2 separate regions of the Oryctolagus cuniculus genome follow, and region 2 is linked to region 1. The links are chromatin contacts, called in public Hi-C maps. All regions are on one chromosome and are shown on one strand. The core of a region is the stretch at or near the end of the contact, and the rest is flanking DNA. Distances in the headings are between cores, read along the strand shown. Region 1 holds the start of CRYBB2 (crystallin beta B2). Region 2 holds the start of MYO18B (myosin XVIIIB).

Region 1 (6,810 bases), core at 1,534-4,033:
TACTTAAAATCTCTGGCCCTCACCATCCTCACCTGTATCGGGGAATACTAAACAACGCCTACCTCAAAGGTGGTTGTGAAGGGGCCGGCGCTGTGGCATAGCGGGTAAAGCCGCCACCTGCAGTGCCGGCATCCCATATGGGCACCAGTTCAAGTCCCAGCTGCTCCACTTCTGATCCAGCTCTCTGCTATGGCCTGAGAAAGCAGTAAAAGATGGCCCAAGTTCTTGGGCCCCTGCACCTGTGTGGGAGACCCAGAGGAAGCTCCAGGCTCCTGGCTTCGGACTGGCCCAGCTCTGGCTATTGCTGCCATTTGGGGAGTGAACCAGCGGAAGGAAGACTTCTCTCTCTCTCTCCCTCTCTCTCTCTCTAACTCTGCTTTTCAAATAAATAAATAAACTTTAAGAAAACAGAGATGGTTATGGGGCTGGCGTGGTGGCACAGAGTTGAGTCCCCACTTGTGACACTCACATCCCATTTGTGCTAATTCAAGTCCTGGCTGCTCTGTTTCTTTTTCTTTTCTTTCTTTTTTTTTCTTTGACAGGCAGAGTGGACAGTGAGAGAGAGAGACAGAGAGAAAGGTCTTCCTTTACCGTTGGTTCACCCTCCAATGGCCGCTGCAGCCGGCACACTGCGCTGATCCGATGGCAGGAGCCAGGTGCTTCTGGTCTCCCATGGGGTGCAGGGCCCAAGCGCTTGGGCCATCCTCCACTGCACTCCCTGGCCACAGCAGAGAGCTGGCCTGGAAGAGGGGCAACCAGGACAGAATCCGGTGCCCTGACTGGGACTAGAACCCGGTGTGCCGGCGCCGCAGGCAGAGGATTAGCCTAGTGAGCCGCGGCACCAGTCGCTGCTCTGTTTCTGATCCACCCCCTGATGACGCACCTGGGAAAGCAGCACAGGAGCCACATGGGAGATCAGGGTCTTTCCAGAGGAGATTTTTTTTTAAATTATTTATTGGCCGGCGCCGCAGCTCACTAGGCTAATCCTCCACCTGCGGCGCCAGCACACCAGGTTCTAGTCCCGGTCGGGACGCTGGATTCTGTCCCGGTTGCCCCTCTTCCAGGCCAGCTCTCTGCTGTGGCCCAGGAGTGCAGTGGAGGATGGCCCAAGTGCTTGGGCCCTGCACCCCATGGGAGACCAGGAGAAGCACCTGGCTCCTGGCTCCTGCCATCGGATCAGCGCGGTGTGCCGGCTGCAGCGGCCATTGAGGGGTGAACCAACGGCAAAGGAAGACCTTTCTCTCTCTCTCACTGTCCACTCTGCCTGTCAAAGAAAAAAATTATTTATTTAAAATTTATTTGTGTATTGAAAGGCAGAGTTTCAGAGAGGCAGAGAGAGAGAGAAAGTCTTCTATCTGCTGGTTCACTCCCCAGATGGCCGCAATGGCCAGGGCTGTGCCAATCCGAAGCCATGAGCCAGGAGCTTCTTCCAGGTCTCCCACATGGGTGCAGGGGCCCAAGCACTTGGGCCATCTTCCACTGCTTTCCCAGGCCATAGCAGAGAGCTGGATCGGAAGTAGAGCAGCCAGGACTTGAACCAATGCCCATATGGGATGCCGGCACTGCAGGCAGTGGCTTTATCTGTTACACCACAGTGCCGGCCCCACAGAGGGGATTGAATTCAGATGAGGTCATTGGCGTAGACCCTGATCCCACGTGACTGGGAAACTGAGGCATGGGAACAGGCATGCACAGTGGGCGGAGGTGTGAAGACTCCCCGTGGAGGGGAGGAGCGGGCGAGAGAGCAGTACTGCATCCCCGAGACAGGGAGCACCCCGGGGTCTTAGGAAATCCCAGAAACTGTAAGAGGCAAAGGGCGGGGTCCTCTCCCAGACACACCAGATGCATCACAAGTGTGTGTGTGTGTGTGTGTTAGGGAAGGGAAGGTGGTGGACAGCTGCTAGTCCCTGCTTTGACCCAATTTCTCAGCTCCAGGGCTATGCCCTCTTCCCTGTCTGACCTGAGCAGCAGTTCAAGGTCAAGTGATAACCTGGGCTGCAAGGACGAACTGTGCCCTGGAGGGACTTCAGTCAAAGCTAAGGGGCCACAGGCAGAGAAGGGGTCGGCGGTAGGGATCAGAGAGGTCTTTCTAGACCTAAGGGACCCACTCAGGACATCGGATGTGGGGCAGCCAGGGGCCTTGAAGGTCAAGTTCATGCTCCTCTGCTGGCTTCCTGGGCCGTGCCCCGTCTCGCGTCCTGTTGCATGGTGACCCTTTGTGCCCCAAACCCTCCCGACCCGTACCCTGCACCTGATGCCTCCCCTTCTCCCTGGAGCTTTCCTGGGCGACCTGGGCTGGGCGAGGTTCCCCATGCCTGACCCCTACCCCTACCCCTAGCACAGAACTCCGCACCGCGTGGGCACCCTACAGAGATTTGTTGACGGAGTGATCGGCTGGCTGGGCGAGGGACGCTGTCCGTCGAGCCAGCCTCCTGTGCTCGGTTGTTCCTGGAGCCACTGAGATCACCCCTGTGGGCCGCGCCCCGGGGCCTGGCTGACCGCCCCCGTGAACCCGGCGCTGGCAGCCGGATGGCTGAGCGTGCAAAGCGGGCTCTCCTTGCCCAGCCGCCTGACCAGCCCGGCGCGGCCGGATCTGAAAGCTAATGACATTATTGTGCAGAGACACAATGTCTGCAGGCATTTGCTGACCGGGCCTTTGGTGCGGGCTTAGTCCAGCATTCTCGCCCGCGTTCCACGGGGACGCAGCGGTCACCCGTCTTGGCACGGCCGCTCCTGGGGAAGGTATAAATGCCACCTCCAGGCCGCTGGGCTTCACGGGCACTCGCAGGGGCTGGTGTCGCTGGTAAGGAGGCCTCTCCTTCTCGTCCTGCCTTTGCTCTCTCACTCTCTCTTTCTCATCCTCGGCCTCTGTTGCAAAGCATGGGGGTCCTGGGTTCGAGTCCAGGTGCCGCCATTTCCTGACAAGGTGACCTTGGGCAGAAACTCCAGCGTGCTCAATCTCAGTTTTCCTTTTCTGTGCAATGGGGAGAGGGCTCGTTAAACGTCCCTGCTTGTGGGGACTAGAGGTAAGGTGGGCGACGTGGCCAGCTCAGGGCCTCGTGCAGAGGGGGTTCCTGGGCGGTGCTCTGTGTTAATTTTAGGCAGATCCTCAGCATCCCAGTTTTGCCAGCAGCCGGCGAGGACGGTGCTCAGCCTCGGTGGTGGGTTCTAGGCTGGTGAGTCAGCTCCCTGCACGGCCACAGACAGTAGCAGGCACCTCCAGGTGTGGCCAGCCCCAGGCAGAAGCTCTCTCCCGGAGCTCTGAGCCACAGGTGATTTCTCTACCACCAAAGCTCCGTGGGAATGACCCCAAGAGCGCCACCTGGCTGCCAGCAGCTGCAGTGCGTGGTGGTTTTGGGAAGCATCAGGTATTGAATCCTCGCAACCCCCCACCACAGATGCTACTGGCCCCATTTCACAGGACAGAACACTGAGGCAGAGTATGAGGGGAGACCTGCCGGGGGCCTCCATGCTGGCCCGTGGCAGGGATGGTGCCCTGTGAGGGACCAACTGAGCGCCACCTTCTTTGGTCTGAGAACAGCAATGATGACCACACAGGGTTCCAGGAGGGGGCTGAGCCCGCTCTGTCCCATGGCCCGCCGTGGTGCCTGGAATCTCGGCACTCCACCATCTTTTCGCCTTCTTCTACCATGCGTTCTGTCACTAATGGGCTCTCGGGTTGGGGGAGGGCAGGAAGAACGAGGGTAGCAGGGAGAATTCTGGGCTGGGGTGGGTAGGGGACAAGGGGGAGGAGGCAGAGGGAAGCATTTGAGTCCCCAGATTGGTGCCTGGGACACGGCCGGACACGGCCAGAACATGGGTTCTGTTCACCCGACGTGGTTTGCTTTTCATGAAGAAATGTCGGTTCTGGGACACAAGCCTGGTCCTGCCTTGTGACCCCTGCTTGAGCTGACAGACGGGGCACACTGGGGACCCCACTTCCTGTCCCTGCAGCTGGCCTCGACACCGACAGGTGCCGCCGAGGATGGACGCTCAGGAGGTGGCTCTCTGGCCCCTCAGCGTCTGGCTGGCCTGAAGCCAGGGGACCAGGAACAGGACCAGTGGGGGTGACCCTGAGGCCCCCCAGGGGCAGAAAAGCCCAGGATGTAACGGTGACCTCACTGCCGCTTCCTGTGTCTTCCAGGTCCTTCCTGAACAGGACAGTCCACCATGGCCTCAGACCACCAGACCCAGGCGGGCAAGCCGCAGCCCCTCAACCCCAAGGTGAGTACATGGGGGGGGGGGCGGGGCAAGCCGTGCCCCTCGCCCTGACTTGGTTTCCCTTCTGCCACCTTCCTGCTGGGTGCCCTGTCTTCACTTCTCCCCTTCTGTGTGACTCAGTCTCCCCAGCTGGTTCTGGAGTTCCTTCGGGGCTTCGGAGACCTGGGTTTCTCTGCCATACCGGCCGCTGCACGCCCTGTTGCCCACGGGCTCCCCAAGGTGGGGCGTGGCTCCCAGCGCTGCACCTGCTGTGTCATCCGGGCCAGTCTCTTGATCTCTCTGAGCCTCAGTTCCCTTCTCTGTAAAATGGGGAGAGTCGGAATCACTGTGCAGAAAATGCCACGAAGAGGCCACGAAACGAGATGCAGCCTAAGCCCCGGTCCGTGGCGTGAGTGCACCTGACGCCCACCAAGGGTCTCTGCTGTCTCCCCCTGCCTGCCTCCTGCAGGGGGGCGGGATCTTGTCCCCAGGCCAGTAGCTTCTCATCTGCAAACCGTCTCCAAACTTCTAGTGACAGCCGTCCGCCCGCTGGCTGCGCGGCCGGACCTCAGCTCCAGGAGTCCTGGGCACCGACTCCAGCCAGAGTGGCCCGTTTGTCTGGGGAAACCGAGGCTGATGCAGCCCCACCCCTGCTCACTCTGTGCCTGCAGGGCCCACTCCCCAGAGGACAGACAACAAACGAGGGAAGGTGCACCTGACTCCAGGTAGTGAGCGGGGCAGCGAGGAAAAGTGTTGTGGCAAGACAGGCTCCTGAGAGTCGGGAGAATCAGGTGGTCAGGGGAGGCCTCAGGGAGGAGGTGACGCCTGAGCAGAGACCTGGATCGGGGCAGGAGCAGCTGTGAGAGCACTGTGGGTGGAGGTCAGGGGGAGCATGCTGGCGGAGGCAACAGCAGGTGCAAAGGCCCTGGGGTGGGAGTGAGCTGGTGAGTCTGAAGGACTGTGTGGAGGCCAGGTGGAAAGGAGAGACCATCGACAACAGCATCACGTGGGCCACGTGTGTAATTTCACACCTTCTGGTAGCTACCTTCGGAAAGGTAAAAATAAGACAGGGGTGTCCATTTTCCTATTATATGTTGTTAAATCTAAAGTCTCAAAATGAGCATTTTACTGTGTAGATACTATGAGAATTATTCTTCCTTTATTCGATTTTGTTGTGCATTTTATATTGCTAGCACTCCTGAACTTGAGCAAACTGCACATCACGCACCCGGTAGTCCTTCGTGACTCGCGGCTGCCGTGTGGGGCAGTGCAGGTGGAAGGAATTAGGTAACGTGGGAATCTCAAGCGTCCATTACATGGATGAGTAACAACAATAGCACAGAGCCCCCCGGAAGCCGAGGTCTTTGACGGGCACAGGGGGGCCGACCTTCCTCACAGCCCCCACCCCAGGCCAGGACAGAACCAGGGCGTTCCAAAGAGCTTATGCAGAATTCAATGAAAAGGTCAGTTTATTTCGTTGTAAACATGATTTGAAGTCCATACATATGAGGAATCTTCAAAAAAAATTCATGGAAAAAAAATACGTACATGGTAGAAAAACAATGCCCGGGTTTCCGAATTTCTTGCTCCCAAATGAACACTTTGCGTCTCCCTTTTCCCCGGGAACTTTCGGAAGTACCCTCGTAGTGAGGGAGCCCCCATGTCCCCCTATTGTTGGTTCTTCTCAGTAGTGCTGGGAAATAGGCACGCACCCCCACTTTACGGATGAAGGCACTGAGGCTCAGAGTCGTGAGGCCGCAGCTCAGAACTGGGGGGACATCCCAGCCTCAGCTCTGGCCAGGTCAGTGACCCTGGACGCTGCGTTGAGCCCGTGGAATTTGTCTCCAAGCTCTGTGGGCCGCTCCCCGCGCTGCCTTTATCTGGCTAATCCCTGGCCTGGGAGAGAGAGGCTCACCCGCCCAGCCAGTGCTGACGGTGCGCTCTGCAGCCGCCCCCGCTGGGAGTCCACGGCCCTGGACCCAGTGCTGCCCCCCCACCCCGCACCCCAAGGCAGCTCCCTGGGTGGCCTGGGGGAGCTCTGCCCCCAGATTCTCACTGGAATCCCCACAAGGGCCAGGCGACCTCCCACTTAGCACCTGGCTGCAAGACGTAAGCTGGGCCCCTTTGCTCTGCACACGGGGGTCCCGCGAGCCCCTTTCCAGGGGCTGGTGAGTGGACCAGGGGAGGCCAGGGGAGTGAAGACCCCTTAGGAAGTATCCGGAGGGAGTGGCCGCAGGGACGGGGGATTATCCTTGAAGGCGTGAAGACAGAGCCTGGGCACGCGCAGTTCTATGGGGGAAGTGGCGGTAGGGGGTGTGTGTGGCGGCCTTGGTCCGGTTTGAGCAAGGAAAACTCAAACCGTGAGATTATTTATTTGAAGTGCAGAATTACAGAGACAGAGAGATCTTCCATCTGTAGGTTCATTTCCCAAATGGCCACAACACCCAGGGTAGGCCAGGAGCCAGGAGCTTCCTCCAGGCCTCTCAACATGGGTGCAGGGACCCAGGGACTTGGGCCATCCTCTACTGCTTTCCCAGGCACACGAGCAGGGAGTGGGATTGGAAGTGGAGCAGCTGGGACTTGAACCGGAGCCCCAGTGGGATGCTGGCA
Region 2 (6,810 bases), core at 2,415-4,914, 250 kb after region 1:
ATGATCTGGACCTGGGGTGGGGGAAGGGTAGTGATCTATGCTGTGATTTAAATAGGCTCATTGGAAAAATGACTCCAAGCAACGTGTGGACCACACAGTGGGAAAATGCTTTTGAGGCAGAGGGAGCAGCCATGCAAAGGCCCTGTGGTGGGAATTGCTTGGACAGGTGCAACCAGGAGGCCTGTATACCTGACACGGAGGACGGAAGGGGAGAGTCCCTAGGGCAGGTTACTGTAGAGACCTGGGCATTTATTCCCCGAGACAGTGAAGGCATTGCTGGACTGCCTGCCGTGCTGGGGCTGGACATGGAGGAGTGAGGAGTGATGCTTCATGGGGACACTCAGATCTTGCTTGGGTAGATGGAAAACTGTTGCAAGCCATCTCGGGCTTTTGGCCGTGGCCTGCCTTCTGCCAGTCTCGCTGAGCCCTCGGGGAGCTCTGAGAATTTGTGCCACACACTCGGAGTGTCGTAGGCCTCCTCACGGGCTCGAGACAACAGCTGATGCAGCAGGTGTGCGGCTCCAGGCCTGGAAGGGAATGTGGCGATAAGAATACTCGCTTAAATTAAGGCTCAACAAAGCCTGTTGGTTAGATTGGCTCCTGGCCCCGGGTCAGTGGGGCTGGCCTGGAGCCTTTAAGGGGCACTGGAGCCCCAGAGGGAGCTCCCTCACGTTTGCCCTTGGGAAAGCTCGGGCCCTCTGGGGCAGGCTGGAAGCTCCCGGGGGCTGAGGACAGCCCAGACTCACAGCCAGGATTCCCCTGGAGCCACAGAGCTGAGGGTGGTTCCTGGGACGCAGCCATGACCGTGGCCGGCTGCAGCCTCACATCAGACCTATTCATAACTCCTTAGTGGTGTAGTCAGTGAGTCACACCAATGCCTGGCTGAGGGGACGGGCAGGGAGGGGCATTTTTTATCCGCTCCTTGCCCCCAGTTCTTCTCCCTGGAGAACTGACCCCAGGCCATTGTCCAGCGCTGGTGCCTTCGCAAGCTACAGCACCCATGCAGTGGGACGCTGTGTCTTTAAGACAAAGACTTGGCTGTTGGCACCTGGACGGGTTTCTGGGATCTCCCCTTGGGCACGGGACCCCCATCAGAGGAGCGTCCCTTCTTGGGTTTTGGGATCTTAGATTGTCCTCCTTGCGACTCATCAGTGGGGATGTGGGGTCTCCCACATGGGTACAGGGGGCCCCCTAAGAGGAGCTCCTTCCAATGTGACCGAAAATGGGTCATAAACAACCTTGTATGCTCCTGGTGGCAGCAAGGCGATGGAAAATGGTGCAACTGCTTTGGAAAAAACATTTGGCAGTTTGCTTAAAAATCAAACATAGGGTGAGGCTTCTGGGCAGTGGTTAAAGTATTGGCTGGGACGCCTGCATCCCATATCAGAGGGCCTGGGTTCAAGTCCTGGCCCCACTCTCCATTGTGCTTCCTGCTAATGCGCACCCTGGGAGACAGCAGATGAGGGATCGGGTTCTTGGACTTCTGCAACCAACCTTCATGTGAGACCTGGATTGAGTTCCTGGCTCCTGGCTTTGGCCTGGCCCAGCTCAGGTTATTGTGGGCATTTGGGAAGTCAACCAGCATATGGGATCTCTCTCTGTCTCCAATAAATAAATAAATTAATGCAAAAAGATTTATTTATTTGAAAGGCAGTCACACACACAGACGCATACACACAGAGATCTTCCATCTTCTGGTTCACTTCACTTGGACTGGGCCAAGCCAAAGCCAGGAGCCAGGAATTCCATCCAAGTCTTTAAAAAGATTTATTTATTTGAAGGTCAGAGTTACACACAGAGAGAAGGAGAGGCATAGAGAGAAAGAGGTCTTCCATCTGCTGGTTCACTCCACAACTGGCCACAACGGCCGGAGCTGTGCTGATCCAAAACCAGGAGCCAGGAGCTTCTTCCAGGTCTCGCATGCGGGTGCAGGGGCACAAGGACTTGGGCCATCTTCTGCTTTCCCAGGCCACTGCAGAAAGCTGGATTGGAAGTGGAGTAGCCAGGACTCAAACTGGCGCTCATATGGGATGCCGGCACTGCAGGCGGTGGCTTTACCTGCTGTGCCACAGCGCCAGCCCCTCCAAGTTGTACAGTCACACAGCTCTGTAAACGTAGTCAACATAATTGAATTGTGCACGCACAACAGGTGAGCCGTAGGCCACCCAAATCCCATGCAGCTGTTCATAAACAGCATTTTCTAAACAGCCCTCTCCACGGGTGTGCAACAGGACTCGGGCTGGGTGTGCTGGCGTGTATTTGACGCTGTCTGGGTATGGATGCCCCTGTGTGTTTTTTCAATGGAGCAGCAACATGGTGATGGAACATTCGGGTTCAGGGTTACTTCCTCTAACGTGCTTGCCAGAAGTGGACGGCCAAGGTCAGAGGTTATGAGCACCTGTGAGGGCCTTGATCTGACGAGGAACTTGGTCCCTAGCGTGTCGGGACCAATGGCCCTTGTTTGGAGTCACTGTGGAGCTGGCTGCTCCCTTACAAAACAAACTCACTACTCTGCGGTGTCCGAAGTGAGACTCCTCACCAGGGGGAGACACGTGGACGTCCTCCGGGCTGATGGCATTCAAGCTCTTTGTGTTTTCTTTTAAAAAGCAAAATAAAAGACTTATTGACTTTATTTAGTCATTTGGCAGAGTAGAAGGGGGGTATCTTCCATCCACTGGTTCATTCCCCAAATGGTTGCAATGGCCAGGGCTGGGCCAGGCTGAAGCCAAGAGCCAGAAGCTCTGTTCAGGTCTCCCACGCGGGTGCACAGACCCAAGGACTTGGGCCATCTTCTACTGCTTTCCTAGGTGCATTAGCAAGGAGATGGATTGGAAGTGGAGCAGCCGGGACTCGAACCGGCACCCATATAGGAAGCCTGCACTGCAGGTGGCGGCTTTACCTGCTACTTCACAGCGCTGGCCCTGTTAAGTTTCTTTTTTTAAAAAAAGCAGACTCTCTGACCTCTGTTACCATAGATTAGATTTGTGTGTTCTTGAACTTCTTATCAATAAAATCATTATTTAACAATGTTGGTTGGCTGGTGCCGTGGCTCACTAGGTTAATCCTCTGCCTGTGGAGCCAGCACCCCGGGTTCTAGTCCTGGTCGGGGCACCAGATTCTGTCCTGGTTGCTCCTCTTCCAGTCCAGCTCTCTGCTGTGGCCCGGGAAGGCAGTGGAGGATGGCCCAAGTGCTTGGGCCCTGTACCCGTATGGGAGACCAGGAAGAAGCACCTGGCTCCTGGCTTCAGATCGGCATAGCTCCAACCGTGGTGGCCATTTGGGGGGTGAACTAATGGAAGGAAGACCTTTTTCTCTGTCTCTCTCTCACTGTCTATAACTCTACCTGTCAAAAAAAAAAAAAAAAAAGAACTGTGCTGAATATAACTTATACGGGTCTGGTCTCATGAGAACTGCTGAGCTACACTCTTGGGATTGTGTGGTTTTCTGATTGTGGTTTTACCCCAACAGCGAAAGGGCCAAGAGGAAAAGACCTCAGGGCACTGCCCACCCCGCAGTCAGCAGCCCCCTTGTCGACGGCAGGGTCTGCACCTGGCCGCGCCCGCTCCCCGATCTGCTTGTGGTTTCCGGTGGGCATGGAGATGGGGTGGCAGCAGGGTCATGCCTGGGAACTGACCTGTGTCTCTCTTCTCTCCCTGCTGTCTCTGTGTGTCAGTCCCGTGTCCACGCACCTCTGGTGCCACGTGCGCCCGTGCAGCCGTGTTCCGTGCGGGCTGGCAGAGAGCGGCGTCTCGGCTCATCAGCTCTGGCCCCAGCATGGCCATCTCCTCGCGCCTCGCCCTGTGGGAGCAGAAGGAAAGTGCGGGAGCGGGCTCCACCCCACCAGGAAGAGAACTCGCAGCTAGGGTGGCCCTGGGCAGGGAGGGGGGACATCCAGCCCTCCTCATGGCAATGTCCTGTCCCTCCCTCCACCTTCCCCCAGCCAGCTCAGTTGGCCATGGCCTTCCCAATCCAACAGGATGCAAGTGACCATGGCCTTGACGGCCCCCATGGCTGCTGGTCTTTCCCATGTCCCAGCCAATGGCAGGAACGTGTGGGTAGACCAGTTCTCCCATCATCCTCATGGTAGCTTCATAGGCACTGAGATTTTCAATGGAGAGGAGCATGTGGGGGACAGGGGTTGGGTTTCCACGGTCCCTGCCTTCTGTCACCACCAAGAGCTGCAAACTGGTTGTTCTCCCAGTGTCTCCTTTCTCTCCTGGATGAGGCAGGTCTCCATCCCACATGGGGAGGGGAGAGGAGAGGCGCCCCTGGGCAGGTGCCTGCATGGCCAGCCTCGTCCCATGCCCCGGCCTCGTCTGCTGGCCTTGCCTCTCTCCTCTGGATTCCCACATTATCAGTGGGGCTGCAGCAGGGGAGCCTTCGGCAGCCATGCGCAGGGGAGCTTGATAAGGAGGTTATTTTAAACCGTGTGCAGCTCTTCCATATAAAGCCGTTTCTTTCTCACGAGCAGTCACAGGGATGCAGGTTCAGGAAACACACCAGACAGCCACAGTCGGTCCCGCGCCTCAGCCTCCAGGGTCTATGCAGCCAACAAAGGGGTCTCAGCTGCAACTTCCAGCCAGCTCTGAGCTGGCCATGTTCCTGGGGGTAAACACCAGTGTCCAGCATAGCCCGGGTTGCTTGAGTGGGCTGGAGACACAGGGTTGAATCCTAGACGCCCTGGCTGCAATTCCTTCCTTCCACCTCCTGTTCCTGGTACCCAGGAAGCGATCACGTGACTGAGCCGCCACACTGACCAGCAGCCGAGACGGCTTGAGCGTTGGGGGTGCCCCATGTCCATCCGCTTCCGGGAGCTGGAAAAGCTCCGTTCAGATCAGGGCCTTCTAGAAGTGGGTCTCTCTGCGCTGAGGGAGGGAACCAGTGGTCTTGGCGGCCCAACCGCACATCACGAGGGCACTGGACCTGGGCTGAAGCCCCACTGGCTAGTGCCACCCCTTCTACGCCCCCATTCCATCTTCATCCACTGTCCTGGGGCACCCCCTGGAGGTCTGCTGTATCCCACCTGCTTTGTGGTGGTCTTGAAGACCAGGCACGCTGTCCTTCTTGGCCCCCTCCTCTCTCTGTCGCTGGGTCTCTGGAGGGCAGCCTCCCCATCCTGGTCCACTCACCGAGCTTTGTCCTTTGCTCTGTAAAACAGATCCGGGAAGAGGACAAGAGCCCTCCGCCGTCCTCGCCCCCTCCCCTCTTCTCTGTCATCCCTGGGGGCTTCATCAGGCAGCTGGTCCGGGAGACTGAGAAGGAGTCCAAGGAGGCCAGGCGCAGGAAGGAGGCCGCACTGGCCTCTCCGGAGCGCGAGGTGAGTGAGCCGGGTGCTTTTCTACACCTACTGTCTGCCTCGGGAGACGGCTTTTTGGCTTCTGCCATCCCTGCTTGCTTCCGTTGAGCTCCTATGCATCCTGCAAAACCCAGCTCATCAGGCAAGTCTCTAGCAAGCCTCCCCCACCCCATTGCCCTGCTTCCTCTGGGGCTCATGGTCCCCTCTATGCGATGGCCCAGTAGTCATGGGGTCACATGGCTTATTTGGGGATTCCTTGAGAGCCACAGCTATGTCTTCCATGCAACTCCATATCTTGGCTTGCAGCAAGACTCAACAAGTGTCTGGTGCCTGGATGAGAGCTGTTGGCGCGTGGTTGCTGGGGGTCATTTTACTCCCACCCAGATATTGGCTAAGACGTGCGGTTGGTTTGCTTCGATTTAAACAGCGAAGGTATCCAGTTGGTACTCACTGGTGTAGACCCTGTAGCCCCTACTACATAGGCATGATTCCAAGCCCCCAGGTGCCCGCCATCTTCCATGCCCACCAAGCCCCCTCTCCCGAGTCCCTTGGAAATGTCACAATCTGGTAACTGAAGGGCGAATGCCTGGTTTGTAACTGATGCACCTTCTGAGTGGATGCTGTCCCCTGAAAACCTTTATTCTGAGTGGGCCGCTGGGCTAAAACCGTAGTTGAGCTTGAAGCAGCCCACACGTGTCCCTGCTGGAGGCCAGGGCTCCTCTTCCTCTTCCTCCAGCTCCTTGGCTGGGGGACCTGGGCAGGACGAAGAGGCTGGCGTCCCAGGCAGCAGGCTTGGAGCACAGTGCGCCCACAGTGTGTCCCCAAGTTAGATGGAAGAGGCATCTCTGGATGGGCATGTCTCTAGCGCCCCCTGGAGGCAAGATGGATGCTGCAGGGATTGGGCTGAGCCGTCTGGGGATCTTAGCACCTGAGACGGGTCACAAAGAAACATCCCTGTGTGTTGTTCAGCACTAGGACAAGGTTCACTTACCCGTTCAGGGGTTCCAAGGCAGTGGGATTGTACCCACTTATCAAAGGTGGAGACTGAGGCCTGGGGAAGTCAGGTGACCTCCCAAGGTCATGAGGTCAGGGTTGAGGTGGAGGAACCAGCATGACAGGGTCCAGGAGCGAGGTGGCTGATGTCTTGGCCTCTGAGGGTCTGGGTACAACCAGGCTGTAGGCCGTGCTGGCCTCACTGAGAACAAGGCGCTGACCTGGGCAGAGGATAGGGGCGAGCTGTGACTGCCCAGCCTGGATGGAGACTCAGCGCCAAGACGCGGGATGGACGGGGCTCAGACACAACAGGTGGCTGGGCCAGGGTGCCAGGACGAGCCCGGGGCTGGAGCAGGGGAGCCCCAGGGAGGCGGCAAGTCCTGCCGGTCCCTGCCAGCTCTAGCGTCTTGTCCCGACGGTGCTCCCTCCGGGTCCCGGCACGGTCTTGAACTCCACATAACCCTTGCTTGCAGCCACTGGAATCCATCCCCGTGTTATAGGACTGGCAAGTGGGGCTCAGG

Evidence for each region. A called contact is a pair of places that touch in the nucleus more often than the background predicts.
Region 2: a contact with region 1 is called in a Hi-C map of an unstated tissue, with 4 times the contacts expected there. The contact joins the promoter of MYO18B here to the promoter of CRYBB2 in region 1. A contact is called at or near these places in 5 of 6 Hi-C or Micro-C datasets (ear pinna, embryonic fibroblasts, liver and 2 more).

The regions. Positions count from the first base shown.
Region 1 is chr21:19,363,473-19,370,282 of mOryCun1.1, forward strand. CRYBB2 (crystallin beta B2) reads left to right here and starts at 2,784. Exons shown (of 6, transcript NM_001089317.1): 1 at 2,784-2,803; 2 at 4,145-4,224. The coding sequence starts at 4,171.
Region 2 is chr21:19,616,700-19,623,509 of mOryCun1.1, forward strand. It overlaps MYO18B (myosin XVIIIB), which reads left to right and starts at 3,665. Exons shown (of 43, transcript XM_070066045.1): 1 at 3,665-3,811; 2 at 5,157-5,317. The coding sequence starts at 3,775.